3 separate regions of the Drosophila melanogaster genome follow, and regions 2 and 3 are each linked to region 1. Evidence: chromatin contacts called from public Hi-C and HiChIP or PLAC-seq data. All regions are on one chromosome and are shown on one strand. Each heading gives the region's core, a stretch centred on a gene start, on an enhancer-like site or on the middle of the called end of the contact. The rest is flanking DNA. Distances are from core to core; before and after follow the strand shown. Region 1 holds the start of Rab10. Region 2 holds the start of CG12702. Region 3 holds the start of amn (amnesiac).

The links. Hi-C and Micro-C count contacts between places; a contact is called where the count stands out from the background. HiChIP or PLAC-seq counts read pairs in DNA pulled down with a chosen protein or histone mark.
Region 2: a contact with region 1 is called in a Hi-C map of the Kc167 cell line, with 2.4 times the contacts expected there. The contact joins the promoter of CG12702 here to the promoter of Rab10 in region 1. A contact is called at or near these places in 6 of 107 Hi-C or Micro-C datasets (the D17-c3 cell line, the Kc167 cell line, the OSC cell line and 1 more) and 1 of 6 datasets of contacts at active chromatin or transcription factors (the Kc167 cell line).
Region 3: a POLR2A S2P HiChIP or PLAC-seq map of the Kc167 cell line shows a contact between it and region 1, with 2.3 times the contacts expected there. The contact joins the promoter of amn here to the promoter of Rab10 in region 1.

The regions. Positions count from the first base shown.
Region 1 is chrX:20,249,639-20,253,234 of dm6, reverse strand. Rab10 reads right to left here and starts at 1,897. Exons shown (of 4, transcript NM_078695.4): 1 at 1,478-1,897; 2 at 798-997; 3 at 638-727; 4 at 1-169. The coding sequence starts at 1,604. CG17068 reads left to right here and starts at 2,142. Exons shown (of 1, transcript NM_134535.3): 1 at 2,142-3,596. The coding sequence starts at 2,282.
Region 2 is chrX:19,763,162-19,766,757 of dm6, reverse strand. It overlaps CG12702, which reads left to right and starts at 1,884. Exons shown (of 6, transcript NM_001298536.1): 1 at 1,884-2,047. zld (zelda) reads left to right here. Exons shown (of 3, transcript NM_001258840.3): 3 at 1-293.
Region 3 is chrX:19,888,311-19,891,906 of dm6, reverse strand. It overlaps amn (amnesiac), which reads left to right and starts at 1,847. Exons shown (of 1, transcript NM_078692.2): 1 at 1,847-3,596. All of the region lies in intron 4 of Hers (Histone gene-specific Epigenetic Repressor in late S phase), which reads right to left.

The sequences.
Region 1 (3,596 bases), core at 648-3,147:
CCTTCTCCTGGTTCCGGCGATCGATAATCACGCGCTCCTGATTCTCCGCCGACTCGCGTCCTGATGTCTTGTCCAGAATGGCCTCGGCCAGCTCGCAGAAGGCCCGCTCGATGTTTATGTTCGACTTGGCGGATGTTTCCATAAACCGAATGCCATGTTCACGGGCAATCTAAAAAACGTGGGCAGAGATGGGGAAGGGGAGCAAGTTATTGGCTTTGTAAACAAATTGATCAAACAGACGTGGGGCGTGTGCGATCATTGAGTAACAATCATAATAAATAACCAGAATAGTTCTAACATAAATTGTATGCCTCCGGAAATTTTCCCTTGCATTCATTACCACGGACATACTATAGCACCTAAATAGTTTCGTCTTGATTGTCAGAGAACGAATATATTCGCTGTGTTCAATTTGCAAACTTATCTTAAAAAATCAAAACAATAGGAAACTATTAAGGGGCATGGAATTCGCTTGTAAAAAACAGTTGGCTTTGAAAGCTAAACACACTAATATATGATCGATTTCCGAACTCAACTCCTATGGCAGAAGAGCTTAACGATCTAACTACGACTATATTTCCTAATCTCTGACAGTGATTGCTGTTGTGGGGGCACTCTGTGGATGAGGGATGCTCACCGCTTCGCCGCGCTCCTTGTTGACCACCCTCTTGTCCGTCATATCGCACTTGTTGCCGAGGATCATCTTCTCCACATCCTCGTTGGCGTGCTAAAACAAAAAAAAAAGAAGAAGATTTCAGACTTTAGAAAAGGCCATTACTCGCAGGGGAAACACCTACCTCGTCTATATTCCGTAACCATTTGACTATGTTCTCGAAACTCTTCTCGTTCGTTATGTCATAGACCAGCATTATGCCCATGGCGCCTCGATAGTACGAGGTGGTTATCGTGTGGAACCGCTCCTGGCCGGCGGTGTCCCATATTTGCAGCTTGATCTTCTTGCCGCGCAGCTCGACTGTTTTGATTTTGAAATCGATGCCTGAGAAAAACGGTTGAACGAGAAAGCAAATGTAGTGCGGAAAAACCAACGCAATTTGAGCCGAATGACGTCACGGCGGTGTTATCGATTACATTGGAATTGAATAAAATAAAGCAGTTCGACATTGATATCACGATGATTCATTACATTAGACGTATATGAAGCATTCATTCCAACCAAATGATCACACGTCTGTGTTACGTGTTGCGAACATGCAGTAGTTTAGTACGAAAAGTTCAAGTTCAGGGAGTTACATAGCCACATAGATGGCATATTTTGCTCACTTCTCCTCCGCTTTCCACTCCGCAGGCGATCGAAACAAGCAGTGCATAGGCCAGTCGATAAGGCAGTGCCACGCCCAGTCACACACCCACACACACGTATATATATCCTGGCTGTGCAGCTGACATGTGCGCGTGTGTGTGTGTGTGCGGTGCGGGTGGACAGATGCAAGTATGTGCGTACGGTCCCGTTACTCACCTATGGTCGATATGAACGTGGACGTGAATGCATCATCCGAGAACCGGAACAATATGCACGTCTTGCCCACTCCTGAATCACCGATCAGCAACAGTTTAAAGAGCAAATCGTAGGTTTTCTTTGCCATTTCCAAAACGCAACGGAACGCTCGCAGAACAAAGCACAAACACACGCGACACTCACACGCACGCAAACACACACACACACAAACGCACGGGCGCAGGTGACAAGAGATATTATTATTATTGAAGCGCCTGCCCTTTTTCGCTCTTTCTCTCGGTTATGGCCGCCTAAGCAATGATCCTGTATCTCGAGCTAGCTCTTTTTTCTCCGCGTGTCTTAAATGCGCCGAATTAATTAATATTTTCGCTTGAAATTGTTGCTATTAGAACTAGAGCTGGAACATGAATCGATATCTGTTCGATACCATCCATGCTCTCACCAGTGTGGCAACTTCGATGGTTTAATACAACTATCGACTGCTATGGAGTCACAGTTTTGAAATCACAGCTTAAAATCTAAAGAAAGATTTGAGTTTACTCTTGATAATACCTTAAATGCTTAAGTATTTTTGCTAGAAAGCTCATAACATGACTTTTAATTATTACGCCATTTGGCAGACCTCTGCTATCGGTACGACAGCCAATCGATAGGTAAGCACGCATTCAATTATCGGTATCGTAAAATAATAACAATTTCGCAAAATCCCAAACCGATTCGCAAAAAGGTGGATTATTCACACAAATCAGAGCGAACAACGTTTGGATTACAGTGATCCCAATCCCAGCCAATCCACCGCAGGCAATGGACATCGACTGGCAAAACGGCCTCACCGAGCTGAAGGATCGGGGCCAGTACCTGCTCCACTCGGAGAAGTGGGCCGACTGCCGCTTTCTGGTGGGTTCTTCGCCCACCCAGCGGCTCATTGCCGGCCACAAGCTGCTACTGGCCATGGCTTCGCCGGTGTTCGAGCGAATGTTCTATGGCAACCTGCCCGATAAGACGGACCCCATCGTCATTCCGGACGTGCAGCCGGAGGCGTTCGAGGCGATGCTGGAGTACATCTACACGGACCGCATCACCATTGGGTCCTTCGACAAGGCCTGCGAGCTGTGCTACGTGGCCAAGAAGTACATGCTGCCCCACGTGGTCACGCGCTGCACCCATTTCCTTTGGGCTGATCTTAGTCCGAAAAACGCGTGCCGGGCGTACGAGTTTGCCAAGCTGTTCGATGAGCCGCGCCTCATGCAAAGCAGCATGGATCTGATCGCGGCCAACACGCGCGAGGTTCTGTCCGATCCCAGCTTCCTGGACATCGAGGTCTCCACCCTGATGGCCATTCTTGACCAGAATCGCCTGAACATCGACTCCGAGCTGGATTTGTTCAACTGCCTGCTGAAGTTTGCCAGTGAGCGGGGCATCCTGAACGAGTCCGGCCAGGAAGAGACTGCTAGCGGAGGTCAGGTGCTGACCAAGGAATCGCCCGACAATGCTGCCGGCCATGTGCTGGTCGAAGAGATCAAGATGGAGCCCGATGTGGCGGCCATGGTGCAGCACATGCACCAGGACGACGAGGCTGACAGCTTCGAAACGGACGCTGGGATGGCTTCCACTTCCTCTGCGGCTGCCGCGGCTGCAGCTGCGCCCACGGCTGCCTCCCCGCCGCTGGACGTGGCTTCCGGCTCCGACGACCTGGTAATCATCGATAGCGACGCTTCGGCCGATGCCGCCGCCAACATGATTAACATCATGGACGCCCAGCGCACCATTCTCGATGGCGCCATGCTCAGGCAGGCGGTCAAAAAGATTCGCTTTCTCACCATGACGCCGCAGCAGTTCGCGGAGGGACCGGCCCGTTCCAAGCTGCTGCAGCAGCACGAGGCCCTCTCCATCCTGATTAAGATCTCCAGTCCCTCGCTCAACGATTGTCACATGCCCGAAGGCTTCTGCGTGTCGCGGAGCACGCGCAACTTCTACGAGTCGGGCCACCGACACGCCCAGAGAGAATTGTCCTCCTCGTATCGCACTGGAGCCGCTCCCTCGGGCGTCTGTTTCCCGGGACCGGGACCGGCAGTTCGCAGCGGAGGACCCTCCGGCGGCGGTATGATGATGGGCATTG
Region 2 (3,596 bases), core at 635-3,134, 490 kb after region 1:
TCTCAATGTACCCAAAATGAATTTATGCACGAGAAACGCCAGCAGTGAACCAAATTGTCACCCGTTACGTATCTCTAAAAATACACCTGTACATACATTTATGTGTACATCCATGTAAAAGACGGGTCGCCACCCCCAACGCCTCACCACCCCCCCCCCCCCCTCACATTGAAGGAAAACCCGAAATTGTCAAGCCAAAAAAAAAAAGAAGGGAAAGAAAGCAAAGTAATGCAAAACTGACACACGACAGACGAAAAATGATTTTTTTTGAACCGAAATAAAGAATGTAAACTACAGCCTTCTCGTTTTACTGGGATTTTGTAATTATAGGCATGTCCTTGAAAAATACCAATACGTTATTCTCGAAGAAAAATCATCACAGAAAATTGGGAAAATAATGCAAATAATGCAAATAAATTTCCCATCAAAGGATATTTTTGCAAAATTTGCCAAAGCTAACAATAATTATCCTTGATCCTTTCGATTTGATCTTCTGAAAGTTGCTGCAAATTCACTTTCTCTACATACAAAAAAAACAATCAATTGATAGATGTACAGATTTTCCCATTAAGAATGTGATGATTAATTTGCACAGCAATTGCCTTGCTTTCAATTTTCCAGAGTGCAGATGCGCGCACTTGAAAAAAAGCAGCAGCAGCAGGTACACGAACGATTACAGGGGATGGAAATGTGGAAATGGAAAAGTCTGGGGCGGAATCACGCAGACCGTGTCCAACTAAAAGGCGCCGTGCATCATTTGGAATGACGCCATCGCCATCGAGGCAGCCGTGGAAATGGATGGGAATCAACAGGTAGTGGCGACGGCCCGACAACCGACAGTTTTCCGGGCTCGAAAAAAAAGGAAAAAAAAAACCAACTACGAACACCACGGCGAGCGGGAATTGATAAACGAAGAAGCTTGCAGTGGAACTGCCATCGGTGGAGGGAAAATCAGGTGGGCTGGCCAGGAGCAACGTTTATGCGCGGCCAGTTCTCGAAGTGCGCCGAGTTTAGAAATCCAACAGATTGCATTTTGCACTTAATCAGCAAATGCAATCAAAGTAAAGTTAACCTAACTGTTTGCATTTTTTTTTTTATATTTTATCTTATATATATATTTATATCTTTTTATATTTGAAGAGTTTTGTGTTTAGTAAACATATTTCGTAAAAAACATGAATTAAGTGAATTAATTCGTAAGCCATTCGTAAGTGTGAGCTAAAAAGAGTTGATATTTTGTATCTTAAAAAAACTTGTTATCATTGTTTCGATTACCAGCAGTGATTAGTTATTGCGTTTGCTTAGGTGATCGCAATTTTGCTACCCCATAAACGTGCTACACTGAAAATAATAGCTCAAGGACACCAATGAGAATGGTTTCCATTCTAAGACGCAAATGTGTCTGTCATATGGCCGTAATTTATTGTTGCACGCCAAGTTATTGAGTTCTGTGTGTGGGAAGAACAAGGAACTCAGAGGACTGCATTTCGTTGCACCTCAGCTCGCCCAAGGTAACGCCCATCTGCACTGGGAGAAAATATGATAATATAATAATTATTTCATATTATTAATAATGCCATATTAAAAACATTAACAAAACAAAAAAAAAGGAACATTTTAAATACAAACGAAAATAAAGATGTGTCTATAAAATGTTATTATATAATTGAAGATTATTAAAATGCGTATTACATTAAATATTTCTTATCAAGTAAATGTTAAGTAAGTTTATTATGCCGGTAACAACATTTTCTCTGCGTGTGCACTTAATCCAGTGGAAAATCAAGAAAGATAATAGCATTTCGGGCAAAGCCGGTTACACAGCCCGAAAATCGATTCATGTTCCTGTCCGCCGTTCAGTGTCCGTTTTCCATTGTCCAAATGACTTTTGAGTTTCAGTTTGAGTTTGAGTTTGTGTGCGGGTGTGGGTGTGTGCCAGTCTTTTGATTAAACAATCCGATTTGGTTGCATTCGCTGCAGCCGCGCTGGAAAAATCAGGGAAAATCGAGGAGTGGTTGAAGGAAAGTGGAAAGTAGAAAGTCACAAGGTAATCGAAATTGAGGCGGGTCAGGGATATGAGACGATCCACAGATGCGCATCTGGTGGTGGGTAAAAGTTGGATAGTTGGATGCAGGTCCAATCATCGCTGTTCTTGTCAATCCAACAAGCCAACAAAGGGAACTAGAGTTTAATTCACTGGCCAGGTGGCTTCAAGTCAGAAGCTTTTACATCTTACTGGACATATGAGTATGACATTTGGGTTTTAAGGGGAATACACTAGTGACCCATTGCACTTTCTTTGAGAAAATTGCCATTTGTAATTAAAAATTGTAAAAGAAAAGACGTTCAAGTTCCGAACTAAATAAATTATCGGCGAGAATTGTGATTAAACTAAACTTGGTGCTATTTCTATTGCGTTACTACATTGCAAGTTAACGGATATTTGTTAATAAGCTATCTACCTTGCAAATTGCAAATATAGTAAGTATGTTTATCAACTTGTAAAGGACTTTGTAAGCCAAGCAAATGGTTCTGATATTTTGGGTTGAGCAAACGAGCCAAAATTAAGCTGGAAGCTGGCAGCACGGAAACGGAGACCTTGTAGTCTAAATCCCCCCGGGAACCGAGAATCCGACCCCGCCCACCACACACCGCCCCACTCTGCCCACGCCCACCGTCGATTCCTTGGTCAGAGCGTGATGCTTCCGCTTTGAATAAAACGCATTTTTCAAAAGTGCCGATGTGTGTGTGCATGAATAATGTAAATATACATATATATTGTACATATACATAAATATACATAGGCACGTTTGCATGTCTGTGTGCCCACATGTGTGCTGTCACTGTGTGCGTTTTTTGGCCAGTTGGGCAAACACCACCCACAGTACGCCCACCCACTGCCACAACCACCTCCCATCCCGGCCCCTGCCCACGCGACCTTCGACTGAGCCAATATTGAAACTTTCCACTACACAACGCCTGCACACACACACACACACACACACGCACACGATTCAAATTTGGCATGTGTGGGTAAGCGGGATTTGTGCACTGAGCAAAATAATGCAAGCTTGCACTGGAATTACCACATACATTTATTCAATGCCAATATCCAATAGTTTTTTTTATTGTTAACACATGTTTGCAGCATGTAATGTCTAGGATTTTTTTTAAGTTCGATTTTGAAAAATGTTACATACAGATTTCCAATACATTTTATTAATTGCCACAATTTTTTACCCATTTTGCTGGGCCTTAGGTTGGCTTAAATTCCTGGCTTATCCTATATTCGGTCGAGCAAGCCTTAAATTCCGTTTCCCTGCCCCTTTGGACATTTAATTTCGTTTAAATATACAAACACATGGGTACAGGACGACGGACACATACGGACACACACGTGCGTTACATTTCAAATAGCGCATAAATTTTGAAAAGTCCATGCAAAATCAAAACGAATTTTCCTTGCTGGACAGCATCGCTCCCTTTTCATTGCCACAGGAGGAGGTAGGAGGAGATCGGGAAATGGGGCTAGGATGTGGGTGCTGGCTGCTCCAATGCGGTGCCACATGTGCGTTGCTCAACCCCTCGGAATTACG
Region 3 (3,596 bases), core at 598-3,097, 360 kb after region 1:
TAATCAAAGTGATCCGCAATGCAAAAAAAAAAAATATTTATATATATATAAAACAAACGGAACTTATTTATTCACTCGCTCAAAGCCCATAAAGTCAAAGCCCATGGAGCGATTGCTGCGATAGTATTTCTGAATGCTTACTAACCTAAAAACTCGTTTTGATCTCCTAGCCGCATAGTCAGTTATTTGTTTAAAACATTCTAGGCAAAGCAAATGGATCGAGTTTGAGCAGTTTCTTCAGAAAGAACGCTTTTATGGGCCCGCTAATCATCACATTTCATCTATGATCGTTCGATCGATTGTAAAAGAACACAACGTAAAGTTCACATCTTAAGTGAAATTCCGAGTATATCAACAGATAACTTATTACAATAATTCAAGTGAAATAGATAAGGGATATGACCGTGTATCTAATCTAATCCGCACATTTAAAACCAAACTTCCTGTCACATATTAAAACAAGATGGTACGAAGTCTTTTTTTTTTTTTTTTTTGAAAACAAATTTATCCGACGTAAGAAAATAATGGTCAATGGTTCAAGCGTTGGATTTGTAAGATCCGCATGGCTAGTTATGATAGTATTTTTATACTTTTGGTGATTTTTGATTGCAAAAGCAATGCTTTCTTCTGGTATCCCGCTGAATCCCAATAGTAAGATTCGAATAGATAATACTGCCGTATTTGTATCTTTGCCGTGTTTTATAGCTATATAGAGTTGACGCGTGCTAACTGCCCCTATATGGTGGTCCCAGTTCCCCAAACCCCTCGATTATCCAATGGCCGACATTCAATTGCGCAGCGCGGCGGCAGAGAACTACAGTTAATTGCATTTACAATATTGCCACAGTTAGGTCGATTCTTTATGGTTTGTATAGATTGTATGGGTTTTAGGAGAATGCGAATCTTTTGTGGGACGGAGAGGGGCGGTGCAGCAAGCATGTTCGTTTAACGATCTCCCCAGCTCATGTTTATTTATGAGTTGCCAATCGAATCAATTTCATTCGACTCGACTTGACTCGGACTTGACTTGAATCGCTTTCAACTGTTGTTGTGCAGCTGCAAAATGCAAATTTTGGACAAAATCCATGGTACGTACACATATATACATATGGATATATGAACGTCTGTATGTTGTGCACCTGTGTTCAAGTTAAACGTAGTGCCGTCCTCTCCTTTTAATTATTAAGTAATATACATAAGTGTATAGATCATATCGTCTAATATGCAGAAAAGTCCAATCGAACGGATGAAAGGAACCTATCAGCTTTAACATCCTTTCTATGTACGTATGTACATATGTATGTACACATACCTCAATTATATCCTGTACTGCATATGCACCAACAATTGTGAAGCATTGAAGCATACATAATACATACATATATTTCATATATATTACAAAGCTGTTGCTACTGATCAGAAACTCGTCTATTATAATGCCACAAACACACCCCTTTACCTGTTGCACGCGTTTTCCCAAAGACAATATACCCCTTTTCTGAGCGACTAATTGAAATAGTCCAGTACGAACCCTTATTTTGACAACAGCTGCACGAGTGGCTGCATACGATATATATATATGTATGTATGTATGTGTGTACATATATGTACATGTACTGATATGTGGTATGGATTGGGTTCCCATAGATGGCATGGCTTGGCATGGCATGCAGGTCTAGGGCAGTGCCAAAACCGACGACGAAAGCAACTATCAAATGCCGTTCAAGGCCGTTTGAAATTGCGTGGCAGGCAGAACAAGTTCCACACATCGGTGTGTGTGTGTGTGTGTGTGTGTGTATTGTTATTAACCAGCTGATGTGCGTCCGCGTGTGTGTGGAAGTCTTCGGAAGGGGTGCGCACATCCTAAGTGCGCAAAAGCCATGATTGCAAGCTTTTCGGACTCGGAAAAACAATACAATACCAACGGCAGATTTGGTCATTCAGGCAGGCAAATTGTCAAATAACTAACGGTTACTTTAGTGCTCATTAATGTTTTTATGTGCTTTAATAGATACGCTACTATTTTAGTTATTTCCCCAATGCAATACGTTAAGATACTCATCTACTAAGAGACGAATTTTTATTTACCCATTAATAATAACGGATGATTCGGAAATCGCATACGAAAACGCCTTAGTTGTATATTTACTCCTTTTTCTACCCTTACTACCGTATACGTAATAACAATAATGAGCCAGAGACGATTGGTGGCTAAGTATGTACACTGGCGAAAATACCTTTCAGCAAGCATAACCATAGCTTCCTTTTTACAGGATCCAGATAAAACGCGCAGATAAAAATGTTAGGCAGTGACATCTGTTGCAGATGAAAAGGATTAAGAACTACAGATTCAAAAGGCTGCTCCTTTTCTTTCAGTGTGAGAGAGGGAGAGAGAGAGAGAGGGTTTAGGTGGAGGCAAGTCGGCAGGGGAGCAGGAAGCATGAAATTGAGAGAAAATAAGGATAAACAAGCCGAAGGATATGGGACGGCACTGTTGCTTCGCAAGTGTGTGTGTGCACGTCCTGACCGCGTGCACACACACGCCGTGTGGCCGTGTATAAGTGTGCGAGCGAGAGGGGGCGATCGATGGTGTGAGTGACTGGCAATAGCCGCCGCGTCTTATTGACATTAAAACCGCTGCTGCTGCCGCCGCCGCCGTCGCCAGTCGACTTCACATATACCCGCTCTCTCGAGTCCCTCCCCATACCATTCCATACCATCCCATCCCTACCATTCATCCTGGCTCGTTCTTCTTCCTCTTTTATTTTTAAATAACACCCGGCGCAGATGCTAAACAAGACGCCAGAAATTAAAGTGCAAAGGTGTGTGCTGCAGCAACAACAGCAACAACAGCAACAACAACAGCGTCCTCGACAGAAGGACGATACTTTGGCGTTGTACTTAGCGTCAACCGAAGAATACGAAGACAAGGACCGCGAACAATGTGGGATCAAGGATCTAAGCAGATATATATGTATGTATGCACATATACCAAATGTTCCGAGCGTCCACATGGTGCGGATTTAATCACGCACACACATTGGCATTCATGAAAGGATATCGGATATGTATAGAGTATCAAACGGAACCGCTGCGCAAGATGGAAAACAGATTTGATCGCTAATCAAGTAAATAGATGATACATATCATTGTCAAACTTGAAATTAAATGAATCAAAAGTACTGAACATCCTGAATCAAGCAAATGACATATGGCATCCTATGTGAAAAAATAATATAAAGGATCTCTTAGTGATCTCATTCAAGATTAGCCAACTATCTCCTCGTGATATTATAAAATATTTACGACTCACTCATATCTACTGATTCATGCACTCCTTTGCTAAGAGAGTTATTTATAGGAACTGTGATCTAAGAAGGAAAACTGGTGGAAACAATATGGGCTTTTTCGGAATCTATTTTAGGTCACTTGTTAATATTGTTCCATTGCATATTTAATCCATATGAATTTGGTCTGTGGTTTCTGATTATCAATTTTCAAAGCCCTAATTGCAGTTGAAAAACCGCAGTGGAAAAACACATTTCAATTCGATTTGAAATGAAGTTCATGGAATAACCGAAACGTAGTTTAAATTT